Linked DNA regions of Pan troglodytes: all the other regions are linked to region 1. Evidence: chromatin contacts called from public Hi-C data. All regions are on one chromosome and are shown on one strand. Each heading gives the region's core, a stretch centred on a gene start, on an enhancer-like site or on the middle of the called end of the contact. The rest is flanking DNA. Distances are from core to core; before and after follow the strand shown. Region 1 overlaps DGKG (diacylglycerol kinase gamma). Region 2 overlaps ETV5 (ETS variant transcription factor 5). Region 3 overlaps ETV5 (ETS variant transcription factor 5).

Region 1 (3,081 bases), core at 370-2,869:
CTACTAAAAATACAAAAATCAGCTGGGTGTGGTAGTGGGTGCCTGTAATCCCAGCTACTTGGGAGGCTGAGACGGAAGAATCGCTTGAACCCAGGAGGTGGAAGTTGTAGTGAGCCAAGATCGCGCCACTGCACTCCAGGCTGAGCAACAGAGCGAAACTCCATGAAAAAAATAAAAAAAAAAAGATACTTGTGTGAAAAGAGGACCTTAAAAGTCTGAGGAATGGGTTGAAGAGGAGTACTTTTTAAAAAAGTGGTTTGTGTGTATCTGGGAGTGCAAAAGACCGTTAGAGGAGATCACCTGAACTGTAAGTTTGTGACTATAGTATCAGGGGCTGGAAGTACACGTGTTCCTAGTGTGCAGTGAGTGTGTATAGTCTGTGTGTGTGAGAGCAAGAAGATACTGTGGCAGGATGCACTTCCTAAAAGGTTCGTTGAGCTGCTATCGGATCCCACAGATCGCTCTTCCTGAAGCTATAGTGTTCAGTTTCTGACCTCTAAAAAGACCTCCCTCTTCTTGGTTGACTTCTCAGGCTGTGGGGTCAGGACAAAGAGTAGGAATGAAAATGGCCAGTGCTGAAAATGATGGGTCCTGGGCTTTAAATGAATGTCTTCAATGAACACTCTAACCTCTCTTTTAAGGACAATTCTTGCTTGTAATCCCAGCACTTTGGGAGGCCGAGGAGGACGGGTCACTTGAGGTCAGGAGTTTGAGACCAGCCTGGCCAACATAGTGAAACCCCATCTCTACTAAAAATACAAAAGTTAGCCAGGCATGATGGTGCACGCCTGTAGTCCCAGCTACTCAGGAGGCTGAGGCAGGAGAATCGCTTGAACCTGGGAGGAGGAGGTTGCAGTGAGACAAGATCACGCCACTGCACTCTGGCCTGGGTGACAGAGTGAGATTCCATCTCAAAAATAAATAAATAAATAAACAAACAAATAAATAAACAAAAAGACAATTCTGTGGGCTAAATAAAAGTCAACACCTTCAGGCTCAAAAACAAAGTCCAAATCATTATCCATTCTTCTCCCAACCTACCTAGGGTTGGGGTGGGAACAGTGTCTGAAATATTGGTCATCTTGAAATAGTACAACAAAGAAAAAGAAAGAAAGAATGAAAATCAACTAATGAGAAGAAACAGACAAGGAAAGAGGGAGAAAGGGGTAGTTATGTCAGTCACAACTAAGTTCTGGCAAATTTCGTCCTACAAGGAAGAAGGGTTTGCTTTCGCTTGCAAATGATCTGGTTTCCTCTTTCCTTTCATTTTTGAACCTAACTTGGTGACTTCACAGAGTGCCCAGGCTGAGGCTGGGACTTAGTGGGTTCCGGGTCTCCAGCCTTTGCAGGTACCTCTCTGCTGCTGCCCTCTGCTGTCGGGGGAGGCAAAGGAGACACCCTTCTGGTCCACCTGGTCCAAGCCCCGGAGCTGCCACCTCCTCCCACTTGAGACCCACAGAAGCTAGGGTCTCTTCCAGCCTCCCCGCTCTTCCCCAAAAGAATCATGAGGGGCTGGGGTTGGAGGCGCTGTACTTGGAAGCAGCAGAGACTCAGGACGGGGGTTCCAGTTAGACAAGGGCAGACGCCCTCCCACCTCCTCCCCTGCAAAAGCAGGCCCTTCATACCCACCTCCTGCCCTCCAGCCCTGCCCTCTGCACAGATCCTTTGGGAGAGGACAGGCAGTTAGCCTGCGCCAAGTTTCTGACACTTTTTTTTTTCTTGGAAATGGAAACCCTCCTTCCGGCAAGTGGCAGGAAGGCCAAGTCCCTGGCGGCCCTGGCTGGGAAAATTTCCAGAGAGCAGGTGAAAGGCCTCTGTTCCGCCAGGGCCACACTGGGTGGGTGGCAGCGCAGCCGGGCCTGCAGCTTACCTGCTGTTGAATTTTTCAGGATGTTTCTCTCTCATCACATGGAATCTGTGTGCAATGGAAGCGTCCTGAAAGTGAAAGAGACAAAGCAGATCCTTGGTGAGTGGTCATGACAGTGCAGTGCGGAGGGAAGGGATGCACGCATGCCCTCGCTGAGTCATGCCAACCCTGGGACTCTATCTATCGCATGGTGGGGCTCCAGGTCACATCCGCAGAGCCAACAGAGGCTCAACACTGCCTCCAGGGGGATGAGCTAGCACCACCAATACTCTTACAGCCTATGCCAGTTGACTCTGGAGTCCTTGCTATTTCACTCTAGCCCGGACCCGCTGAGAACAGATAGTTCAGGGGTGAGTGAAGGGGAAAGCCTTTGCCCTTTGGGGAGACTGAGAGTCTGTGAGCAGTTAGAGATCAGGAGCCTGTGTCTGGGGCTGAGCATGAGTCTCTGGAAATGACTTTCCATATTTGTTCTTTTTAAAATAGTTTTTATTTTGGAATATTTTGACTCACAATTAAGTTGCAAAAATAGCATAGAGTTCCTAGGTCCCGTTCACTCAGCTTCCCCCAATGATAACATTTTATATAACTATAGGATATTGTCAAAACCAGAAACCTGACATTGGTAGATGCTATTAGATATTAAGTCTTAACCATCCACAGCAATAGAAATAATTAGTGGCACTGGATAACATGCTTAGTAGATAATAAAACAAAATTAAACTCTGGCTTCTGCTTCTTGATCACTTCACTCGAAGGACTCCCTCCAAGGCCAATAAGAGTCATTATTACATCATGTGGACACTGCCCTCCTATTAGCACATCCCTTTGCCACACTAGCGGCCCCCTGCACTCTAGCACTCACAGTTAGGATGGCTGTCATGCACTGTGCTCCTGGGCTCTCCATCCTCTGGCCACAACTCCCTAACCCTGGGTTCTACCTGCGGCCCCCACTCCACACCGTGGCCATCTCGTGAGTTCTCGTGGCTGTTACCAGCATCTGAATGATGATAGCTCCAAAGTGTCAATCTCTAGAGCCAACCCTAAGCCTCAAACCAGAAACGGAACTCTTCTTTCCTCCTCAAACTCGGTCTTCCACCCTCGACAATGGTCTCATTTTCCAGCAGAAGAATGTGTAACGCCCCTTCACCGCTCAGGCCCCATACTGGTACTTTGGGTGCAGGTGCTGGGCTTCAGAAATAAACAGGCTAATTGAG
Region 2 (3,081 bases), core at 153-2,652, 160 kb before region 1:
CTCAGCGGCAGCTGTGTCCTCCAGATGAGTCCCCGGTGGCAATAGAGGCCCACTCCCGAGCCAGCCCCCCACAACCCTGTCAGTGCTCACCCCTTGAGCCCTCTGTAACACAGGCGTTCGTGTTCCTTGGCCTAACCAAGGAATAAACAGCAACCAGCCATATTTTGCCGTTCTTAATGGTGACTTTCAGAGCAAAACGGGAAGGGGATCAGAACCAGACAAAGGGACCTTATTTTTTCCCCTGCATTTCATCTAGAAATAAAATGACCTCCAAGTAAATACTGGTAGGCATCTGGAATGGACCAGGCCTGGGAAAGGTATGCTCATATATTCTTCCCACTCCTGCCCCATTGTGGCCCCCACACCGATCCACCTAACACAACATAGATAGATATGAAATACCATGGCCACCATCTTGCATCCTTTGGTAATATTGTTGACAACTACCCCCCTATCCCAGAGAAACTTGAAATAAAGACAGGCCCCCAGCACATCTTCTATAAAAGAAGGCCACAAGCATCCGAGATTCTAGAATACCACAGATAAAGAGGTCAGGTTTGGAGTGTGCAGAGAAGGTTCCCTTCACACACTTTTTTGACAAATGAATGACTCTGGACAAGTTACTCCTGATGCCTCAATGTCTGTAGAAATGTAAAAACCACCTGCAGTGTAACCAGGAGATTTCTATCTCAAAAGCAGATGTACAAATAAGGTCCTTAGCTAATCTCCTACTGTTAAAACATGTTAAAATCAGATAAGTAATATTACCTTGTATAAATCAGCAATTGTCCCTTATATGTAAGTGAAATGGTAATAACTGAAGTTCAATTCTATTAATAGTAGGCAGCATCCAATGAGGAGTCAGGAACCTGCCCTCAGTGAGGGACAAGACTATCCTGGCAAGTCATTCTTCCTCTAGTTCTGTGAGACGGGAGAATACCAGTTACCTCTCCCTTACCTACTTTATAAGGATGTCGTAGTCCGTCAACCATCTGGAGTACCTTGGGAACAGGGTGGTATATAAACAGTCACATTCGTATTATCATTAGTCTTGCCTCACAAGCTGCCTCAATGTAATGATAACTTTTTAGGAACCTGGTAAATAAGACAAACTGCTTCCCCTCTCCCAGTGAGAAAGGATAGGAGTGAGGGAGACAATTAAGGAAGAAGCCCAGATCAACACCCACCTCTGTTCTGATGGATACTGGTTTTCAGGCATCATCTTTGGCATCTGCAGGGGCTGATGTGGTGGTCGGGGGACCGCAAATGTTTGCTGCTGTGGTCCAGGCTCTGGAAGCGAATGGGGGGCGGGGGCGGGGCCCACACCTTGAACTGGGCCAGCTGCAGGGGCGTGCGCTGAGGTGGGCAGAGTTGCCTGAGGTGGGGGAAATAGGGGATTCTGATGGGTGGGTGAGAGGGGGGTTGTAGGAGGGGTTAATGGCTTGAACCCAGAGGGAGGCTTCCTATCATAGGCACTGTAAACAGAAAAAGAGAAGGAACCATTAAGCTGAAATGAAGCCATTAGCATGGTTACCAGGTCCAGCAGAAAGCTAGTTTGCAGCCCATTGTTGCCAGGAAATAACAGCATTAACATAGTTAAATCGCTCGTAGCCCCGAGGGGATATTTGTACCTCTGAAAAGTGACAAACACACTGCGTCACAGGGACTTGTTTAACACTTCTAGTGATTTTTCTCAAGGATAATTTTAGCCTCTGCTTCCGGTTTCATTTTTCCCTCCTTCTAAAAGAATTCTCCGTGTATGCCTGTGTAGGGTGGGTGGGTGAGGGGAGAATGTATGTTTGCCAGGTGTTCTCTGGTCCCCTCTCCCAACTATTTCCAGGGTTCCCAGGAATTAGTCAGAATATGTGTTGAAGGTCCGTTTGTGCTGTGACATCATTTGAATTAACAACTCTTCTCCTCCCCCTTTCAGGCAAATCTATGTTTATCTTCTAGAGCAAAGAATGATTTAAAATTAAAGCTTCATTCCTGGGGCCTGGATATTCTTAAGTAAAGGGCACAAGCTTCAAGACTTTTTCATATATTCTGATTTGGAGATTACTTCTCTGGTGCTTAAAGTTCACATTAACATATGATAGACATGAAGAAGTATATATTACCTGCCTCAAAGCCACAGATCAAATATCCCAGGATTGAGACTCTTTCCCTAGAAGGACTGGGTACCCTATGAACTTAGTGCTCTGTAGAGCCACAAGGTTTTTAATGGTTTTCTTTTGTGTGCAGTACAATGATCCCAAGGGGACTAGACTACACCCGGAGGATGACACTGCCATGAAAGAAGGATATGTTTTACCACAGGGTCTGCTGGGTAAGTAACACTGGGAAGGAACATTCAGCTTGATGGCTACTTCCAGAGCCTTTCTGGGCAGCCTTTCTTCGACTCCTCTTGCCCACTTACCAATAGTTGTAGAGGCACTTTTCTCCATAGTTAGCACCAAGAGCCTGCTCATGGCTACAAGACGACAGCTCAGAGGAGGGGCTGTGCAGCTCCCGTTTGATCTTGGTTGGAGGTGGGGCATGAAGCACCACTGAAATCAGAAGAGGGATGACAGGGGAATAGAGAGAGAACAGCTGATTAACAGGGAGCACAATGCTTCCTTCTGCAAACCTTCTAACTAGCTGATTGTTCTTGGAACTCATGTCAAGTCACATGTCAGAAAAAGCAAAACGCTTAAACACACAACCTCCCATCTAAAGCCAATTAAATTCTTCAAAGTCAGAAAAAGTATCATCATCTGATACTTTTAATTAGCCAAGTCTTTTTTCCCAAATTTCTTTGGTCATGGGTCTTGCTTTCCAGAAGCTGCAAAATCCTTAAAAACCTTGCAGGTAATGGGTCTCCACCAAAAATGCAAGTGGCTGCAGACATGAAGAATTTTGTTTCCAAAAAGGACAAAACGACCAAAAATGTGTTGGTAGACATTACCAACACATTTAAGCTTATCAAAGGCTTAAAATTGCTGTGGCAAATATATTTCTTATTCAGATGCATATTTACAAATTAAATATAGAATTTTTAAAAAGTCCTTTCTCAAGTAACTTTAAATATCAGCTCTCAGCAAG
Region 3 (3,081 bases), core at 229-2,728, 140 kb before region 1:
CTGCAGACACTTGGAGCCTAAGAAATGTGATTTGTTTCCTGTTTCAATAGGCATAAAAATGGGGAAGCAGGGACTATGATTATTAGTTGTCAAAATACTAAATACCTCCCCAAACCCTATGCTGTTTCCACCTTCTTCCGCAAGAAATAAAATTCCACGGCTGCTGGGGAAGAAAAAAAATGAAGAGGGAGTTGAGGAGAAGCAGAAATTTTCTGAGTCGAGATATCCCTCAGCACAGCAAAGTTATCCCCCCTCAATTATTCTCTATTAAAATTCAGATGAGGAAACTAGGGGTAGGCTCCAGGATCCGGCCTTTACTGTGGGTGACCATGTGAAAGAGACATCCCCCCCCCTCTTCTATTCTACCTTTTCTATGGGAAAAGTATAAAAGACCCTCATTAAGTGCTCTTGCAGGCCATTACGAAGCATTTCCAGGCACTCAGCTGAAAGTGTTTATGTAAGCGAAGTCCTTTTCAGCCCCTCTGGAGAAACACAGATATCAGCAACCTCCTACACAGCTGATATCTAGGGTTACCTCCTGAGAGGTTTCAAACTCTCTCACAAAAGGACAATCTGCCCAGGCCTGTTCTTTTTTTTAATAGGGAAGGGAAGGCATGCTTGCAAGGCCAACTTACAGCAAGGGAAAAAAAATCCTTGAGGCAAAACACAAGTGCAAACGGCCTTATTAAGGTTGTGAGGATGAAGAGTAGGAACTAAGAAGAGCTCTTTAAAATCCTGAGGAAGTTGCTCTGGATCATTACTATTACGTTTTGTTTTGCCTTTTAACTGATTGTCCTTTTTATGCTCATCATACATCCCTGGGCTATCCCACAGAGCACACTGGACGTGTGTCTGTGAGCTGCCAGTGAGCTACCAGGTAAGATGTTGGAGGATGCTTAAGTGTGGAAGCAGCTAGGTGTGGTGGCTCGAACCTGTAATGCCAGCTATGTGGGAGGACTGCTTGAGGCCAGGAGTTTCAGACCAGTCTGGGCAACACAGCAAGACCACCCCCAGCACATCCGCTTGGCCAATCCATCAATCAATCAATCAAGGGTGGATGCTATTTTGAGGCACATGCACCCTTAAAACCTGGCCTAGTTTTGGCATGATGAGGCTACTTTGGTTTGGGGGTTGCTCAGAGGCTGGGTTTTTCTGGTACTTCCAAGGATGTTCATTTTGGGAGGCAATGCATTTGATTAGTGTCCAGTGGAAGGGTTTACAGCCATAGTGAGGTTCCCCCATTGCTCAGTACCAGAGTTTGAGTACGGTCGTTTAAAAAATACTTATCTGACCACAGTGGAAAATTAAACAGGAGTGAAGGCAAAGGAGTAGAGAAACTACAACTTTGTCTCCCCCTGTGTTAAAATTGTAAGCCTAAGCAAGAAGTGTCTGTGTCGTGGCAGGCAAACACCTGGGCTATTCAGGCCTGGAGTAGAGGGGAGGTCAGAGAAGAGCAGGCAGGAATCCTCAATGGGGAGCTAAAGCCACAACCCCACGGGAAGGAGATAAAAGGGTTTAACAGCCTCAGATCAAGTCTCAACACCTCCCTCTCCAGGGGAAGCTAAACCACCCTCTCCTCTTATTATCACGCCCTTTAGACAGCTACAGTCTAAAATGAGAGACAAAGAAAGGGGAATGGGCTTCACTGGCTTTGTGGGTCAGCGGCAGCTCTTCCCCAGAATCCCAGGCCATCAGCCCGGCAGTTTAAGGGTTAAAGTGAGCACTTAAAAGAAAACTCAAACCCCATTAAGCCCAGGCTTGGAGAACAGGGAGCAGCAGGGAAGCCAAAGGAAACTAATTTTGGAGGCTCTCCAAGCTGCCAATCACAAGCATATTTCTAACAGTCCTAGTGTTGTTTGAGTTGGTTGTTTTTCCACGGGCTGCACAATGGGGTCTGGTTATTCATTGAAAAAGTCTGCAAGTGAGCCCCGCCCTCCATTCACAACCAATTTGGAATGCTCCATTCAGGCAAGAGGGGGAATCTGCAGCTCTGCTAGCTGGGGCAGACCTAATAGTGCTCAGCGCCCAGCTGTCGCCGCAGGGACGCTTGCTCGCTCAGTACGCTGTGTTTATGTAAGAAATTCAGACACGGCAGGGGATCTTGCCTGCTGTGCACCCTTCCTAGGATTCAAATGGCCAAGACCCTTGTGGAAATCTGCAAGGGTGTGCAAAAGTCCGCTAGAAGTAAGGTCAGAAAGTGCCCTCTGGCAAAACGGGAAAGGCAAAAGACAATCATGTGCCCCTCGGTTCAGAATCTGGCTGTAGCTACCAGCTGAGAGAAACAGACTTCAGTGGTATTTCTCCTGCCCCAGGGTGAGCTGGTTTGCATTAGGGCACAACTCTCTCTGGAAGCCTGCCTCTCCAGACCTTCCTTCCCATTCACTGCTGGTAGCTACATCGGGAGCCACCTGGCTTCCTCCCCAGGGGAGGAGGGCTCTGGAGACACTACCAGATTTTCTGGCTGCAGAGGAGGGGACAAGCTACCTATTAAGACAATTTCAGTTCCTTTTTTGGCTTTGGATCCAGCCTGAAGAGTTCAGAATACCCTCCTGAATGCTCATGAGACATCAAAAGGGAAGAATGTGGAGATCTAAGGTTGGAGGGTGAAATCTACGCCGAGACTTCGCAAAGTACAAGGCAAAAAAAACTGGTTTCGCTTCTTAGATATTTTTTCCAAATCTTCAATAATCACCCCGAGGGACTGGTTTCGTTTCTTAGATATTTTTTCCAAACCTTCAATAATCACCCTGAGGGAAAGCGGATGGAGCCGGTCTGACAACCAGACTTTATTTCAAGGAAAAGCATACTTCTTTATGAAAAGCAAATCCAGGAGATAAATTTTAGCTCATGGTTGTTTCCTTTTTTTTCATCACATATTTGGCTATTTTCAAATGTCTTATGTATGCTTCTTCTCACTGCCTGCCCTCATGTCCCCTCCAGCGAACTCAGTGCCACTGGAAGCATTTCTCTGAAGTCCTTCTGACCACAGAATCCCCATTCCATGCCTCGGCTGTTCAGACCAGCCTCAAACTCCTGGCCTTTTAATAACTAGATCTTATCCTGCTCCCTGGAATCTTGCAC

Evidence for each region. A called contact is a pair of places that touch in the nucleus more often than the background predicts.
Region 2: a contact with region 1 is called in a Hi-C map of induced pluripotent stem cells, with 2.0 times the contacts expected there. The contact joins two enhancer-like sites. A contact is called at or near these places in 2 of 7 Hi-C or Micro-C datasets (both in induced pluripotent stem cells) and 1 of 1 other capture datasets (stem cell-derived neural stem cells).
Region 3: a Hi-C map of induced pluripotent stem cells shows a contact between it and region 1, with 2.5 times the contacts expected there. The contact joins two enhancer-like sites. A contact is called at or near these places in 3 of 7 Hi-C or Micro-C datasets (induced pluripotent stem cells and stem cell-derived neural progenitor cells) and 1 of 1 datasets of contacts at active chromatin or transcription factors (stem cell-derived excitatory neurons).

What each region holds. Positions count from the first base shown.
Region 1 is chr2:189,422,097-189,425,177 of NHGRI_mPanTro3-v2.0_pri, forward strand. It overlaps DGKG (diacylglycerol kinase gamma), which reads right to left. Exons shown (of 26, transcript XR_001713836.3): 20 at 1,871-1,935. Among named protein-coding and RNA genes, the nearest start is that of DGKG, 120 kb to the right of the region's middle. Within about 2 kb of position 1,620, at least 5 of the 24 cell types and tissues checked have an H3K27ac peak or open chromatin away from gene starts, as enhancers often do. A contact at or near this core is called in induced pluripotent stem cells, where this site is marked.
Region 2 is chr2:189,261,204-189,264,284 of NHGRI_mPanTro3-v2.0_pri, forward strand. It overlaps ETV5 (ETS variant transcription factor 5), which reads right to left. Exons shown (of 13, transcript XM_001152492.7): 6 at 2,417-2,546; 7 at 1,188-1,475. Among named protein-coding and RNA genes, the nearest start is that of ETV5, 29 kb to the right of the region's middle. Within about 2 kb of position 1,403, at least 5 of the 24 cell types and tissues checked have an H3K27ac peak or open chromatin away from gene starts, as enhancers often do. A contact at or near this core is called in induced pluripotent stem cells, where this site is marked.
Region 3 is chr2:189,278,568-189,281,648 of NHGRI_mPanTro3-v2.0_pri, forward strand. All of the region lies in intron 5 of ETV5 (ETS variant transcription factor 5), which reads right to left. Among named protein-coding and RNA genes, the nearest start is that of ETV5, 12 kb to the right of the region's middle. Within about 2 kb of position 1,479, at least 19 of the 24 cell types and tissues checked have an H3K27ac peak or open chromatin away from gene starts, as enhancers often do. A contact at or near this core is called in induced pluripotent stem cells, where this site is marked.